Linked DNA regions of Sus scrofa: region 1 is linked to region 2. The links are chromatin contacts, called in public HiChIP or PLAC-seq maps. All regions are on one chromosome and are shown on one strand. The core of a region is the stretch at or near the end of the contact, and the rest is flanking DNA. Distances in the headings are between cores, read along the strand shown.

Region 1 (7,223 bases), core at 4,598-7,097, 42 kb before region 2:
GTTATCTTGTGTACACAAAAGGTTTGGAAGTTTGTTTTGTTTTGATCTGCCATAAACAGGCCCTTCACTTTGCTGATGTCATTTCCGTTCATATTTGAGTTGTTTATTGTGTTTCTTCGCAGGCCCTTCTCGTCCCTACCCCCACCGTGCTTTTCAGCAAGGAGTCTGGGGCTGCCTGGGGAAGGGGGGGACGCGTTCCTCAGCTGCCAGGTCTGGGTTCAAAGGCTGAGGGTTGCGTGTCCCTGCCTCGTCCCAGGAAGATGTTTCCCGCTTCGGATCCGGTTAAACACCCTGACATCCACTTGCCCTGGTATTTTCATGGCACGCAGTGATTCATCTCGGCTTCCTTTCTTTGAAGCACCCCCCACCCCCACACCCCCGCCTCTGGCCCCGCGCGCACACACACACACACACACTCGCACGGGCACACACACACACACACACACACACCTTGTCTGTCCACATCTCCATGCAACTCCCGCCCCCCACCAAAAAAACCCCCAACCTCCCAGTCTGGTAATGATGACTTTGATTCAGTCACAAATTGGAGGCTGGCTTTAGGGGCTTCATGCTGTGAAGAAAAGAAAATGTTTCCAGGCGTTACCCCACAGCATCCCCCCCCCAGCTTCTGTCCTTACTCAGTTTTAATTCCCTCCTTTTGCATTTGTTTTCCTGCTGCTGCCTTTTCATAGCCATAAAGGTCATTCTGATGTTACTAAAAATGACCGCAATGTCCAGTCTCATTTCCATGTGATCTATAATCGGAATCCCCCCCCCAGGAAAAAAAAAAAAGTAGAGTGGGGAGAGGAAGGAGGAAAAACTGAGTGTGTAGGCCCCCAAGGCTTTCCTCTAATAGGATGATGGGTTTTAGGTTAAAAAAATATTGTTTTGTTCTTTTAGATTCAGAAATAATAGGGAGAGAGGGAAAAGCAGTCATTAGGAAGTTCACTGAGCTGCTTTCCAAGCAAGACGGGTGAAAAATGAACCTGCTCTGACACTTGGCTCCATGTGAAAACCCCAGTAACCTCTCCCCCCTTCCGTGGCCCTGGCCTTTTGTTCCTGGAGAACGGAGCTAAGGTGCTTTTTCTCCCAGACCAAAGGCAGCAGGCAAGGAGTCCCCTTGTGTGCTCATCGGCCTTTCGATGGCCTTCTCATGGTTATTGTCAATGCAGGCTCCCCCAAACAATTGCTCCAGGGAGACACAAAAGCAAAAACATTTGTCCTATTTTTTGAACCTCTTTGTTTTAGCTTTCCCCCCCCCATCCATTCTTTAAATTTCACAGTTTCTATTTGTCTGCAGAGAGACAAACGGAACAGCATGAAGCAAGCGCATTTTACCGTAGGCCTCACTGGCGATTGGAACGGCCTCAATAGAAATCCAGATTCTCAAAACACTGGCTGACTTGGAGGAGATGTGAAATTTCAGCTCGGGGCTTTTAAGTGAGATTAGCACAGATTTCGAACCAAAAATGCACTAAGAGGAAAAGATAAGACAATGGGATTCTGGACTCATTGGGGGCAAGTGTGAAAAGGGTCATCTTTTGTTTATCTCTGAGGATCCTGCCCCAAGAAGCGGCCGCTTGATAGAAAGGCATTGCAAACCCAAATGCATTTCTTCATTTAAAAAAAAAAAAAAAATTGGATTCCGGTTATGGTGTTCCTGGTGTATCGTTGAAGTGGTTGTTTTAATGCACGTGTAGGGGAACTGTTGGTACGTACTCTGGTATTGATGCTGCGTTGAGATTTTTTTAAAAACTGCAATTTATATAAAGAGGCCACACCCCTTCCCCCTTTTCTCTCCCCTCCTGCTTCCTTTTTCCTTTCTTCGCTCTCCAACCAGAATTCAGTGGTTTGCACCAGGCTGAGGGCAGAGGGATGTGTCAGAGTGTGAGGCAGGCCTGTGGACAAAACAGGAGCCCACCTCTTTTTCCTGGCCCCAGACAAAGCTCCTCGCTCTCCTGTAATGCATGGACCCTGATTGCGATGCTGTCCTTAAGCTTAGGTCTGCCTTTTCATTAACATTCTCAATTTCAAGGTTTAGCAACACAAATGTAAGAATCCCCCTGGGTATAAAAGTCTTGCATGGCAAATTCTCTTGGCCCTTTCAGAAATATTTTTGTTTAAAAAAAAAAAAAAAGAAAGGTATCAAGCTGTTTACCTCATGTTTTAAAACTGTTTCAAGGCAGTTTCCTTATTTTTGCTTTCTGAAAACGTGGACTTTGTCACTTAAATTTGAGGAGAGCTCTTTCCAATCACAGGGCTTTTTGGTTTTTTGTTTTAAATGATTACTCTTGGGGGTCTTTTTTTTAGGTGTGTCATTGACAGATTTTGGGTCCGAGCTGGGGAGGGTGGGTGAGTAAACTAGATAATGCTCCACCTAAGATTCAGGGGTTACAGTTAATCTATGGAATTTGCACTGTACCGAGAGACCTGAGGCCTTGAGGTTTGAGACAGAGAAATGTGAACCAGAACATCTGTTAGGCCTTGGCACACCCGCCTTCACTGGTTAGGAAGGTGAGCGTGGGCTGTTTCGTACCATTCCCAGGAGGGTCTGGGTACCAGGCCCCTAAGTGTGACTGCCTAGAAAGGATGGGGTGAACTCAGGGCATGGAGTGCCGTGCAGCTGCCCAAGAATCTTTGCTTATTTCAGGGACTTTTTGTTTTGTTTTGCCTCGTGCCCTCTTCTGGCTTTTTCTTTGTTCAAGCCTCAAGGTTATTTGAGCACTAGTTTTAAAATCAATGTGTATGTATAATTTAATAAAATAAAGGAGGATCTGGAAGAACACACAAATCTGCCTCGACCCCGTTGGGCTGTGAAGATGGAGCCCAGATGTAGCTAGAAGTCAGAAGGCTGACATTCGCCGTCTGCCAGCTCAGAGATCATCTGTACCTTTGCTGAAGTGAAAGGAGCAGCATTGGGGGGAGTGAGTGTGTAGGGTGAGAGAGACAGAGAGATAGCAAGGGAGAGAGGGAGCGAGAGAGGAGGAGGAGAGAGAGAGGGAGAGAGAGCACACGCCAGTCTGGGCTGGGAGCTTTGTAATTTACCAGCCAGCTAAGTAAGCATCAGGGGCTGGCCTCTGGCTCGGAGAGTGGCTGAGGAGGGGTAGGGAAGGGGTTAGCATTCCCTGATTTCTTTTTAAATATTTATCCTTTTGGCTGTTGCCAGTTACGCCTTCCAGATGAGATGAGACCAGCTCTGGAGAACTGGAAGGGAAGAATTGCCTTTTCTGAGAGGGGGTTTATTTGTCAACAGTGTGCAGAATGGAGCAAGCAGGGTGCCAGGCTGTCCCTGCGGGGTAGGCCAGGGGAGGGGGACGTGGGGGGGTCACGTCTGGAAGCTGCCCTTCGAGCTGGGGGAAAAAATTTGCATCATGTATGTCAGAGAAACTGTTGATTCCATGCGGAAGTGCCAAAGTGGCAAATTCCCTCTGAAGAGGTCTTGTTTTGGTTAGGGATGAAAATAAGTTTTGGTCGAGGTGTCACCCCAGCTTTTGTGTGGTCCTTTATATTTCTAATGATACAGAGGTCATAGCTTACCTGCCCGTGGATTACGTGTTAAATGTGTGCCTGTAACAAAGCCAAGCTTGACCAGGCCTCGCGGTGTTTGTAGCTGGTGCCCTGGTGCCGGATTTAGATAAGGGCAGGGACTCAGGGTCACTTTCAGTTCTACTTGTCAGGCCTTTGAGGGGCAGGAGGCCGGTGACGTGCCTGCCACTGGGGACTGGCAGTTTCAGGACAGATGCCCTAAGGGCCTTCAGCCCAGGACCTCCACATCCGCCCAGGCTGCCTCAGAGCTGGTTCTTTGGGCTTTCCAGCTATTATTTTATTGATATTTATCTGTGGGCCCACAGGTTCATGATGTCACTGGATTGGGAGGCTTTTCCCCTGTTAAGAAAAGTTAAGGCAAAGCAGCAAAATCAAAGTTCCCGACAGTATAAACATTTTCATATTGTCTTTAATTTATCTGATGGGTGGGGAGTTGCTTCCAGGTAGGACCTGGGGGCCGGGAGTCTGCCTGCTCCTTAAGACTTTTCCAGAGCCATCTCTGGATTGTGTGTGCCGCGTTACTTGTGTTATTGCTCGCATCATCATCTTCATGTATTATTCATAGTCCCTTTTTCAATTAAATTATTAATTGGTTTTCTGTAAGGTGTTCTCAACTCATGTGGCTAATATAAATAATAGTGTGTTTTGAAAACACCACCTGTTCTTGGGCCTGAAGTCAGGCGGTCTGGAAACAGCTCTGCAGTGGCCATACTGGTTTACAAAATCATCCTCCACTTTCCTTTTTTCCATCTCCACTCCCCTCGCCACCCCCCCCCACTCACTCTCTCATGTGTGACAGAATTTGGCTTGTGCTCTCCTTTGTCCCTAATCGGACATGATTCCCTAGAGGCAGTCTTTGCTCCCTGGGCCCCAGCTGGAAAAAAAAAATTTTTTTTTTTTTTTTCCCTGAGTCTCTTACTTGGGCTGAAATGTAGAGAGGGGTTGTCTAGCCCCAACAGGTAAGATATGTTCATTTGAACCTGAATTATATTGGGCCAGATGCCTTCTAGTTTTCATCACCCCTTTCCTCCTGCATCAGTGTGTGCTTAATGCTAATACGATTCCATACATACAGCGCTTCGCCTCATGAGCTTATTATATTTCTAACACTTGCACGGTTCATTATTGTGCAGTCAGAAAGGACTCTCAAGGCTGTGGGGCCAGCCTGGGTGGGTGGCTTTCAGAAAGGGTAAAAGCAGGTGCTTTTCTATGCAGAGAGTCGGGAGTAAATTCAGACCTAGCAGTGGGATTCTGGCAGGGGGACAGGGGACTTCCGGTGAGATTTCTGTGGTGCTGCCTTTGCATGTCAGAATGGAGAAAGTGAACCTGGGGCGGTATAAAAGTGTCCAGCAATTGCTTGGACCAACGGGGCAGCCCCATTAAATTTGACCTGGGTGGTAGAAGCTCCTTACGCAGGGCATGATCTATACGTCTTATCTGTGGCTTTTAAGGCGTCTTGTTAAAGATACTGTAAGGTTAATTGCAGGCTGCGACTTTTCTTCCCCTCTGTCTTTCTCTTTTTTCCTTCTCTCCCATGAAAAACTATCCTTAAGCTGTCACTGGAGAGCAGGGGATGTTTTTTATAAGTTTCCGCAGCTGAAAACAGAAGTTCTCTGTAAAGCAGTTAATAGGATGGGTGTGTGTTGCAAATAAATTCCTGTCCACATTGGCTAATGTCCCCACGCTAGAGTGGCCTGGCTGTGACGTGGATGGGGCCCAGAGACCCATGGCTCTGGTCCGGAGGCCCCAGGCTCCTTGTTGTAGCCGAGGGCGCGTCCCTTTCTTCTCGCCCGATTCTAGGCCGGCCCCCGACTTTTGATGAGTGAGGGGTCAGCGCCCGGGGAGGACCGGGCTTTGTTCCCGCCCGCCCGGCCGGTTCTCCGCGCGGCGCAGGCCGAGCCGCCCAGGGCTCCTGTCCCCGGGTGCGCGCGGCCCAGCCTGCCTGGAGGCCCGTGCCCGGAGCGCGGCCGAGCGCTCGGGCCTCGCGCGCCCGTGTGTCCCTGTGTCCCCGCGGGCGCGGCCGCAGCCCAGCACCCGGCCTACGCCCGGCACGACTGTAGATGTCAGGCTTTGCCCGGGGAGCCGAGCGGCGGCGGGGCTGTGAGTTTCAAATTAACCTTCCGCTTTGTTGCCGTGTAATGTGGATCCCCGAAGGCCCCCCGCCCCGCCTGCCCCCCTTCCCCGGGCGGTGCGCGCCGCGAACTGCGAGTTGAGCTTCATTTACATAAAGCCATTCCGGGCGGGCGGCGGAGCCGGCAGCGGGCAGGCCGGGGACGGGGACGCGAGCGCCGCGCCCCGTGGGTGAATCCCCGCCTCGCGCCCGGGGACCTGCCCTCCCTCCCGGGGAGGGGCGACCGCCGGCCCGGCCGGGGCCGCGAGCATGAGCCCCCCTCCCCTGCCCCGGGCCCCCTCGCACCTAGCCAGAGCCAGCTCGGAGCCCCGGGGGCAGCGGGAGGTGGGGAGAATGCCGCCTGGGGTGGGTGCGTTCGGGGCTCGGGTGCCGCTGGAATTTCCCGTGGTCGCGCCCGCCGCGGCCCCCGGACCTGCGAGTGCCTCCTCCCTCTGGAGGTGTGCGGAGCCTTTGTGTGCCAGGTGAGTGCAGCCTCCCGCCCCCGCCGGCCCGCCTGCCCGCGGGTTCGCGCAGCCGGCCTAGAGCTGCAGGCAGGTGCTGCGAGTCTTGGCTGAACTTCCCATTCTCTTGGGGCATGTGGGGGAAGGGCAGGCTGGATGCACCTGAACTACCTGACTCCCAGTTGGAACCTACCTGGGGTGAGAGCCTCTGCATCGCGCTCAGCACCGAGTCAGGCCCTTCCTCCTTCCCTCCCTTCCATCTTTCTTCCCCTCCCTTCTGCCTTCCTTATTTTGCTTTTGGATTAGTTCCTGCCGGTTGAATATTTGCGGTGCTGGTGTCATTTAGAAGTTTGGGTTCCATTGCCTAAAAATGCACCCTTTTCATCACAAGAGAAGTCACCGGCCAGTTGGAAACAATGCGAAGAATGCGCTTGTTGGGGAGTAATTAAAGGGAGAATCAGAGTTCGTGGAGCTGGAAGGCACCTTTGAAGATAGACTCATTTGAGTTTGTGGGCACTCTGGGAAAACCAGAGCTGCGTCCATTTCCATGGAAAGCGGGGTGGTCAGGAGGGAGAGCTGAGATGTTTGTCCTGTTAAAAGAAGGGGAAGAAGGCCCAAGTTAGGTCAGTGGCAGAAGAAGACAAAAGTAATCATGGTAGGCTAGAGGGGAAAGAACTTTCTGGAAAATGGTCCTTTCTGCTTTGGACATACCTGTGTGATAATGATGGGAAAATGCCCAGAGGGCAAAGATCACAGCCCCTGCCTGCCTGGTGCATTGCCTGGCACTGAAGTGCACGTGCCATAAAGTGGTTTAAATGCAACTCTCAAGCAGGTGAATCCAGGGGGGTCATCCCTTCCTGCACCCACTATTTGAGTCATTTAACTGGCCTGGAGAACTATAGAAGCCACCGACAGATAACCTCAGAGAGGGCTGATGGCCCACTTGGGCACCGGGAGAAGGCCTCTCCCTCAGTCCTGGGCCTGGATGGTGGAATGCATCAAGGCAGAGCAAGGAAGACAACCTTAAGCCTCGAAGGCAGATAGTGAGGAAGTTTCCCGTCGTCTTATTTCACCCTGTGCTTTGAGATCCTTGGCAAAAGGTGACT
Region 2 (7,051 bases), core at 2,330-4,829:
GCGGTGGTGTAGGTCGCAGATGCGGCTCAGATCCCTCATTGCTGTGGCTCTGGCGTAGGTTGGTGCCTACCGCTCTGATTGGACCCCTAGCCTGGGAACCTCCATATGCCTCAGGTGCGGCCCTTAAATGGCAAAAGACAAAAAAAAAAAAAAAAAAAAGGTAGGAAAAGATAATAGGAAAATGAGCAAAGACTACAAATAGACATTTATATGAAGATACATTTTTAAAAAAGAATAAATTCAGGTTACCCATCTGAAGAGCCCAGATGATAGCTCATTGTTCTAAGTTATTTGCTTACTAGCAAGATTGAGCTTTCTTGGGTTTTTTTTTTTTTTTTTTTTCAATGATATACACACACACACACACACACACATATATATTTTTTTTTTATAAAGCAAATACCCTGGTTTGTGGACGAGTAAGTGCACCCTTTCTAGAGGGTGTTTGGCACTGCATGTTAAGAAGCTTTAAAATAAAATTTATTTAATTTCTAGCTTGTCTTGACAGGAATTCCTGATTCTCCTTTGTCTTACTTTTTCTACCATAGCCTATTTTGCCTAATAAGATAATAAATAATATTGTATAATTTCTACATTTATTATCCTTGTCTCCCCTGCTGGAGTATAAGTTGCACAAGGAGCAGAGATCTTTGATTTTTCCACAAATTTGTCCTAGGACTAGTGACCCACTACCTTCAAGTACAATAAAGAAATCACTGAGTTCCTGTCATGACTCAGCGGTTAACGAACCCAACTAGTATCCATGAAGACAGGGGTTTGATCCCTGGCCTTGCCCTTGTGGGTTAAGGATGCGGCATTGCCATGAGCTGTGGTGTAGATGGGCAGCTATAGCTTCGACTGGACCCCTAGCCCGGGAACCTCCATGTGCGGCAGGTGCGGCCCTGAAAAGACAAAAACAAACAAACAAACAAAACAAATCAGCAGTTATGCAAAAAAATTTATAAGTAGATTTTTATTGCAGACATTTATAATAGTGAAAAACAGCAACCATTTAAATCTCTCACAGGGGATTGATTTAAACTGTGGTGCATCCATATGGCAGATTCTTATGTGGTTTTTTAAAAACTCCTGTCTTGTGGTTATGAATGTGGGAAAACTGTGATGGAAATGAACGGAGGCTGTGTGTACTTTAGGACTTCAGTTTGACTTTTAAAACATGCAGAGGAGAGAGATTGAAGGATGCCTATACCATGATAGCGACCTGAGTGGTTACTTTCAGGTGGTAGAATTACAGGCTCCTTGTAATTCTTTGTTTTCTGGTTCCTGAATAGTGAGTATGTTAACTTTCATAATCGTAATAAAAAAAAAACAAAACCCTAAAACGTTGTCTAAAAGTGGGTGAGAATGTAGGATGGCTTGAGTTCTCTTGGTCTGTGGACATGTCTAGAAGTATTTTGGAGATAATTCAATCTTGTAAATTAGCCAAGAGCCTAATTTAAAAAAAAATCAGCAAGAATGCTTCCCAAAATGTCCTTAGGCTCCTTTGTCTTAATTATTTATGACCCTTACTCTAAGTGTCCAGAGTATGGGTTTGTAAAAATAATGAAAGTCTTAGTGATGTGCAAGCTTGTTCTGTCCTCCTGGAGATGCAAGAACATCTCTGCCTGGTGTCGCTTTCTGATGGAAATGTTGCCTTGTTCTTCCTGGGGTGCCATAGAATTTCAAAGTACGATGGGCTTGCACCTCAGCGTGAGCTGAGAGGGAGGCTCTTCGCTTCTCACATTAACCAAGGGACAAGCGGTCTGCCTGTTGTGACCAGTCCCTGTGTGGAAGGACTTTGGGGGCAGGTATAGGAGAAGCCACCAGGTGAGAGGCGAACCACCTGCCATCGAATGTTATCAGAGAGATGTGCAGAGTTCCCGAAATTTTCCTAGGCAGCAAATCAGAAGTAGCTTCAGCATGTTTGGGCTGCAGTTTCTCAGCTCCCTCGAGGGTCACGTGCCCTCTTGGCCAGCGTCTGAGTTGCATCTCTTCAGCTTTATATGACTGTGGGTCCCGATTTCTTGATCTGTAAAAGGAGACGATTAGACGAGCTCATCTCTGCACTCGACTTTCAGGTCTGCCTTCGGAAAGACTCCCGTGTCTTTTTATATTAAAGCATGTCTTTTAGGATGTGTCATCTGTGGCGATGAGTATTGTCACTTACTGGCTCCGTGGTCCCAAACGTGAGCCCGACGGCTCAAGTCACCTGGTGAGGGGAAGGTGGCTGTAAAGAATCAGTCTGTACCACAGAGTGATTCAGTTCAACGTAAGGCACATATCCATTCTTTTGCAAATTCTTTTCCCATCTAGGTTCTCACAGACTGGAAATGATCACAGCCTTGTCCATCAACTATATTTCAGCCAAACTTGCAAAAATGAAAGAACACCGCATGGTACATGAAAAATTTTCAACAAATATTTGTTGAATTAAAAAAAAAAAAAATCAGTCTGGCCTAAGTAAGAATTCTTGTCACTGCACATACTAGCCAAAAATGTATCCTTTCCATTTGTACCATGGAGGGGTGTATTCATAATCTATTGCTACCTAACAAATTAACCTGAATTTAGTAGCTTAAGACAACACACAATACTGTCTCACGGTCTGTGGGTCAGACATCTGGGTGTGCCCGCAGGTCTCTCATGAAGCTGCCTTAAAGGGGTTGATGGGGCTATTGTCTCATCTGAAGGCTCGGCCGGGGAAGGACCCCCGTCTGAGCTCCTGGGTTGTTGGATTGGGGTTGGGGCTCTGTGCCGTGTTGGTTGGTGGCTGCCCTCAGTTTCTTACCACCTGCCCCCTCCCCAGAGCACACACAGCATGGCACTCGACTTCCATTAGGGGAAGCAAGGAATGTACACAAGACAAGCTACAGGCTCTTTGTAACCTCGTCTCAGGAGCAACCTCTTTGTAGCTTTCTGGTTAGAAGTGAGTCACTGTGCACGGTCCACGCTGAAAGGGGAAGGATTGCACAAAAGTGTGACTACCAAGAGTTGGGATCAGAGGGGTCTCCCCACCAGGAGTTGGAAGGACTGAGGGGAGGTGTTCTTTTAAGGTGTCAGGAATGTCTCTGATGCCCCAAGTTATCTCCTACCCCCACCCCCATCCCTGGTTTAAAGGCTGCTTTTCCCTTTTTTTTATTTATTATTTATTTCTATTTTTTGTCTTTTGTCTTTTCAGGCCCGCACCCTTGGCATACAGAGGTTCCCAGTCTAGGAGTCGAATTGGAGCCACAGCTGCTGGCCTACGCCACAGCCACAGCAGTGCAGGATCCAAGCCATGTCCGCGACCTACACCACAGCTCAGGGCAATGCTGGATCCTTCACCCACTGAGCGAGGCCAGGGATCGAACCCCCCAACCTCATGGTGCCTCATCGGATTCGTTTCTGCTGTGCCACGACGGGAACTCCTAAAGGCTGCTTTTCTCAAGGATAGTCTGTGGGGTTGAGTGGGGTAGGTTAAAATGGGAGGCGGGGGTCCGATCACATGATCTAATGTCCATTCCCCATCCTCTCACACCGAGGCCTTGACGTGTCTGTTGGCCAGTCTCTTAGACCCATGACTCCTCGCCCAGTGTCTGCTGGGTGTGGCGTGTCTGGCGTAATTTGAGAGGGAAATGGGTCTTTGGCCGATGAAAACGTCCAGTGTGTGTTTCCGTGGGTTAGGCGGCTATTTGGGGAAATGCCTGGGAGGCTGCGGGTCGAAACAGAACAGCCTTCCGAAGCTGCCCCTTTTGGTGTCTGAATGCTACCACCTCTGGAGTCGAGGAGGTCTTCCTGGCACAGCCTCTGTTAAGGGACACTCCAGTGGGCCGAGCTGGGTGCCAGACATTGCCACAGCCCTCGGAAATGAGTAAGAGAAAAAAATCCAAAGCAGAGACCTCCCCCAAGAACAAGCCGAGCTTTGTGCAGAACAGGCTCCAAATATGAAAAGCCCATTGTTCCCGGATGGCTTTTTAATTACTGCTCACCACTCACACCCATCAGCTCGCCAAAAAGAGCCGCCTCCTTCCTTCCTCTCCCCGCGCTCGTCCTCTGCTCCTCTCCCCTGGGCCTCGGGGACAGGTCGAGGGACCCTCGAGGATGGGAGGCTGCCAGGAACAGTGTTGACAGAGCGAGTTCCCGTCTTTTCTCCTGCCCGCGGTACTTAGAGGGGAGCCCTCCACCTGTTGGAGCGCAGCCCTCCGCGTTTCCAGGTTCGGGAGCCAGGCCTGTCCCCCGGGGGCTCCTGGAACAAATCCCGGCCTCGGCCCGTTCCAGTCCTTCCTCCCTAGCGCTGCGTGCACCTTCTCTTGCCCAAAGCCGGAACAACGAGCCAGAAATGAACAGTTTTCTGCGTGTTACAGTTTTCTCCTGGCTGTCCCGCTCTCAGAGCTGAATCCGGATGGAAGGGCCTGTCCAAAGTCTTTGGTTTTCTAGTGTTGCCTTTTAAATCAAAGCCTCTCTGCTCCTCCGGGTAGGGCTGTCCTCAATCCAGGGAAAGGGGCCCTCTTGGGAGTTGCTGCCCAGGCCGTGCGTCTGGTGGGCTCTGGCACCGGGAGGCCTGCTTCCCTGGGGCGGGATGGGGGGTGGGGGAGCTTGCATCATGCTGACAGTCCGTGGGGCCAGGGGTCCTGTCGGGGGGTTCGGCGCCCAGGGCAGATGCGTCATCTCTGAGCAACTGTACTTAAGGCAGCTCCCGTGCCACCCCTGCCCAGATCTGGGCCGAACGTGCCAAGTTTTCTGATGATCGCTTGTTGAGAACACGGCCTCAACATTTTATCTCCTGTGGAAAACTTTCCTTCTGTTTACGGGCAATTCCCAAACCTATGGATTTGGACCTTAAAATTCCGCAGGCATGACCTCAGCCAGCTACTCTGTATAAATTGGTCTACATTGTGTACACACATCTTGTGTGACCAGGGCCGGCATAATTCGGTATGAAATGGAGTCTGTCCTAGTGGAGACCACGCCAACGAGGAGATGTTGATGTCACCACCACCGAGTTAACTACCAGTCATTGGGAAGATGGTGCATTTTAGGTCACAGGGTTACAAGATTTTTAAATTAAGTGGGGGGTTACTTGAATGGTGGCCGAGCCCTGGAGAGAAGATCTGATTGACCAGATACGTTGTGCATGATTCCTTCAAAATCTGTCCACTCCAGCCGCAGCCAGCTTCTTGATGTGTCACCCCGATGTAATTCGTCAGTGCCGTGGGAAAGAATCTCGAATAGGGGTGAAGTCTGTGAGCAGGAAAAACAAGCATAAGTTATTACAGCAAGGCCAGATTAAAGTTAATGTTTTCGGTTCTCATTGGCAGAGGAAGGCCGTGCTTTTTAGATTCTGGCACATGGTACTGCCAGCCACACGTGGCTACTGGGCACGTCACATGTGGCTGGTCTGCAGTGAGCTGTGCTGTAAGGACACACACAGGTTCGCAAGGCTTAGTGTGAAAACGAGGGGGAGATAGCTGAATACAGATTGCATTGGAAATGGTATTTTAGACATACTGGTATTAAATAAGATAAAATGTTTCAGTTTGTTTTTTCTCCTTTTTAACATGGCTTCTAGGAAATTTGTTTTTATGTATATGGCTCCCATTTTTTTTAACGGCCCCACACATGGCATATGGACGTTCTTGGGCAAGGGGTTGAACTGGAGCTGGAACTGCCTGCCTACACTACAAACGTGGCAACACCGAATCTGAGAGCTGCATCTGTGAGGTACACTGCAGCTTGCAGACTTGCTGGATCCTTAACCACCTGAACGAGGCCAGGGATCGAACCCGCATCCCCATGGACACTGCATCAGGTCCTTAACCTGCTGAGCCACAATAGGAACTCCTGTGGCTCCCATTTTAGATGAGGGATTTAGAGGAAGGAAGCCTAAACAACAGAGACCCACAAATGTGCTGGTTTTGGTTCTCAGCCAGTGAACTTTGGGGAGAGGCAGGGTTGGCTCGGATTGGGGAGCGCTGTGAAAGATGCCACCAGGGGTGATCTGGGGTTGCTCTGAGTTAAGCCATCCCAGACAGAAATTTGTTAGGTTGCATCCCCCTGGCTGTAGTCAGACGGTGAGGGGATGAGACAGGTGCTGTGGCCAGGAAGACGAGTCACCCCAAGTACCTGGGGAGGCCGAGTGCTGTGGGTGCACTGAGGCTGTGGGCCTTAACCCTGGCAAGCCCTCGGGGTGGGGAGCAGAGAGGAGGAGGTTACTCAAGAGCTGGAGCAGCCCTCCGGGGGTACAGGACTCTTGCTCAACGGTGAGGCCTTTAAGAGACGACAGCTATTGCTCAAAGGGACCTCTGGACCCTCTGAATCCAATCATTCCAGTTCCTCAGGCCCACGGGCAAGGCAGCAGCGATTAATTCTTTGGTGGTATTAAGATCTTAGCCCACGGTCATGGATGGGAGTCACAGAGCAGTTGTGCACAGAGCCTGTTTGCAAGGTTGTGCCTTTGTATAAAGCCACGTTAGATTCCTACTGGTGATTTCCTTTCTCAGCGCGGTTTGGGAGGGTCCCTTTGAGGGCAGGGCCCAGCGGTTCTCTTTCTGGAGCACTGAGTCTCCTCCTCCTTCATGGAGCCCTAGAGGCTTTCTCGTGGACTCAGAATGCCCAGCCCCGCTATTGGCTGTTGCCAGCCCAGGGGTCAGGGGTTCACCATCGCAGTTGTCAGTAGTAATATCTAGAGGGCTCGCAAAACGAGATTGACCTTAAGCTGCTTTTAAGTTTGTCTTTCTTGTGATCCTACACCAGAGTACTGGTCAAACCAGTCTGTATCTGGCTGATGATTATCAATAAAGTAAACTTACCTCTGTGGCCAGGAACAGTTTCCAGCATCCGGCAGCATAGACTTACCTGGTGAAACTGCCCTAGTGACGGAGGTTTGTGTTTCATGGAAGGCAGTGCCCCTCAGTGTGAGAAGTCTCAGCCATTTCTGCGCAGAGAGGGGGCCCCACGCCCCCACCCCTCTTGTGGACCCCCCAGCCGATGCAGAGTCTTTGATGGGATTGGTCTCTTTCCTAGAGGGCTCTCGGATGCTTGTCCGCATATTAGGTCCTGGAGAATGAACGGG

Evidence for each region. HiChIP or PLAC-seq counts read pairs in DNA pulled down with a chosen protein or histone mark.
Region 1: an H3K27ac HiChIP or PLAC-seq map of alveolar macrophages shows a contact between it and region 2. The contact joins the promoter of ZFHX3 here to the enhancer-like site in region 2. A contact is called at or near these places in 6 of 47 Hi-C or Micro-C datasets (alveolar macrophages, embryonic fibroblasts, omental adipose tissue and 2 more) and 2 of 2 datasets of contacts at active chromatin or transcription factors (alveolar macrophages and skeletal muscle).

The regions. Positions count from the first base shown.
Region 1 is chr6:15,939,925-15,947,147 of Sscrofa11.1, reverse strand. It overlaps ZFHX3 (zinc finger homeobox protein 3), which reads left to right and starts at 5,847. Exons shown (of 10, transcript XM_021097088.1): 1 at 5,847-6,138.
Region 2 is chr6:15,896,264-15,903,314 of Sscrofa11.1, reverse strand. All of the region lies in intron 1 of ZFHX3 (zinc finger homeobox protein 3), which reads left to right. Among named protein-coding and RNA genes, the nearest start is that of ZFHX3, 42 kb to the left of the region's middle. Within about 2 kb of position 3,579, at least 20 of the 83 cell types and tissues checked have an H3K27ac peak or open chromatin away from gene starts, as enhancers often do. A contact at or near this core is called in alveolar macrophages and skeletal muscle, where this site is marked.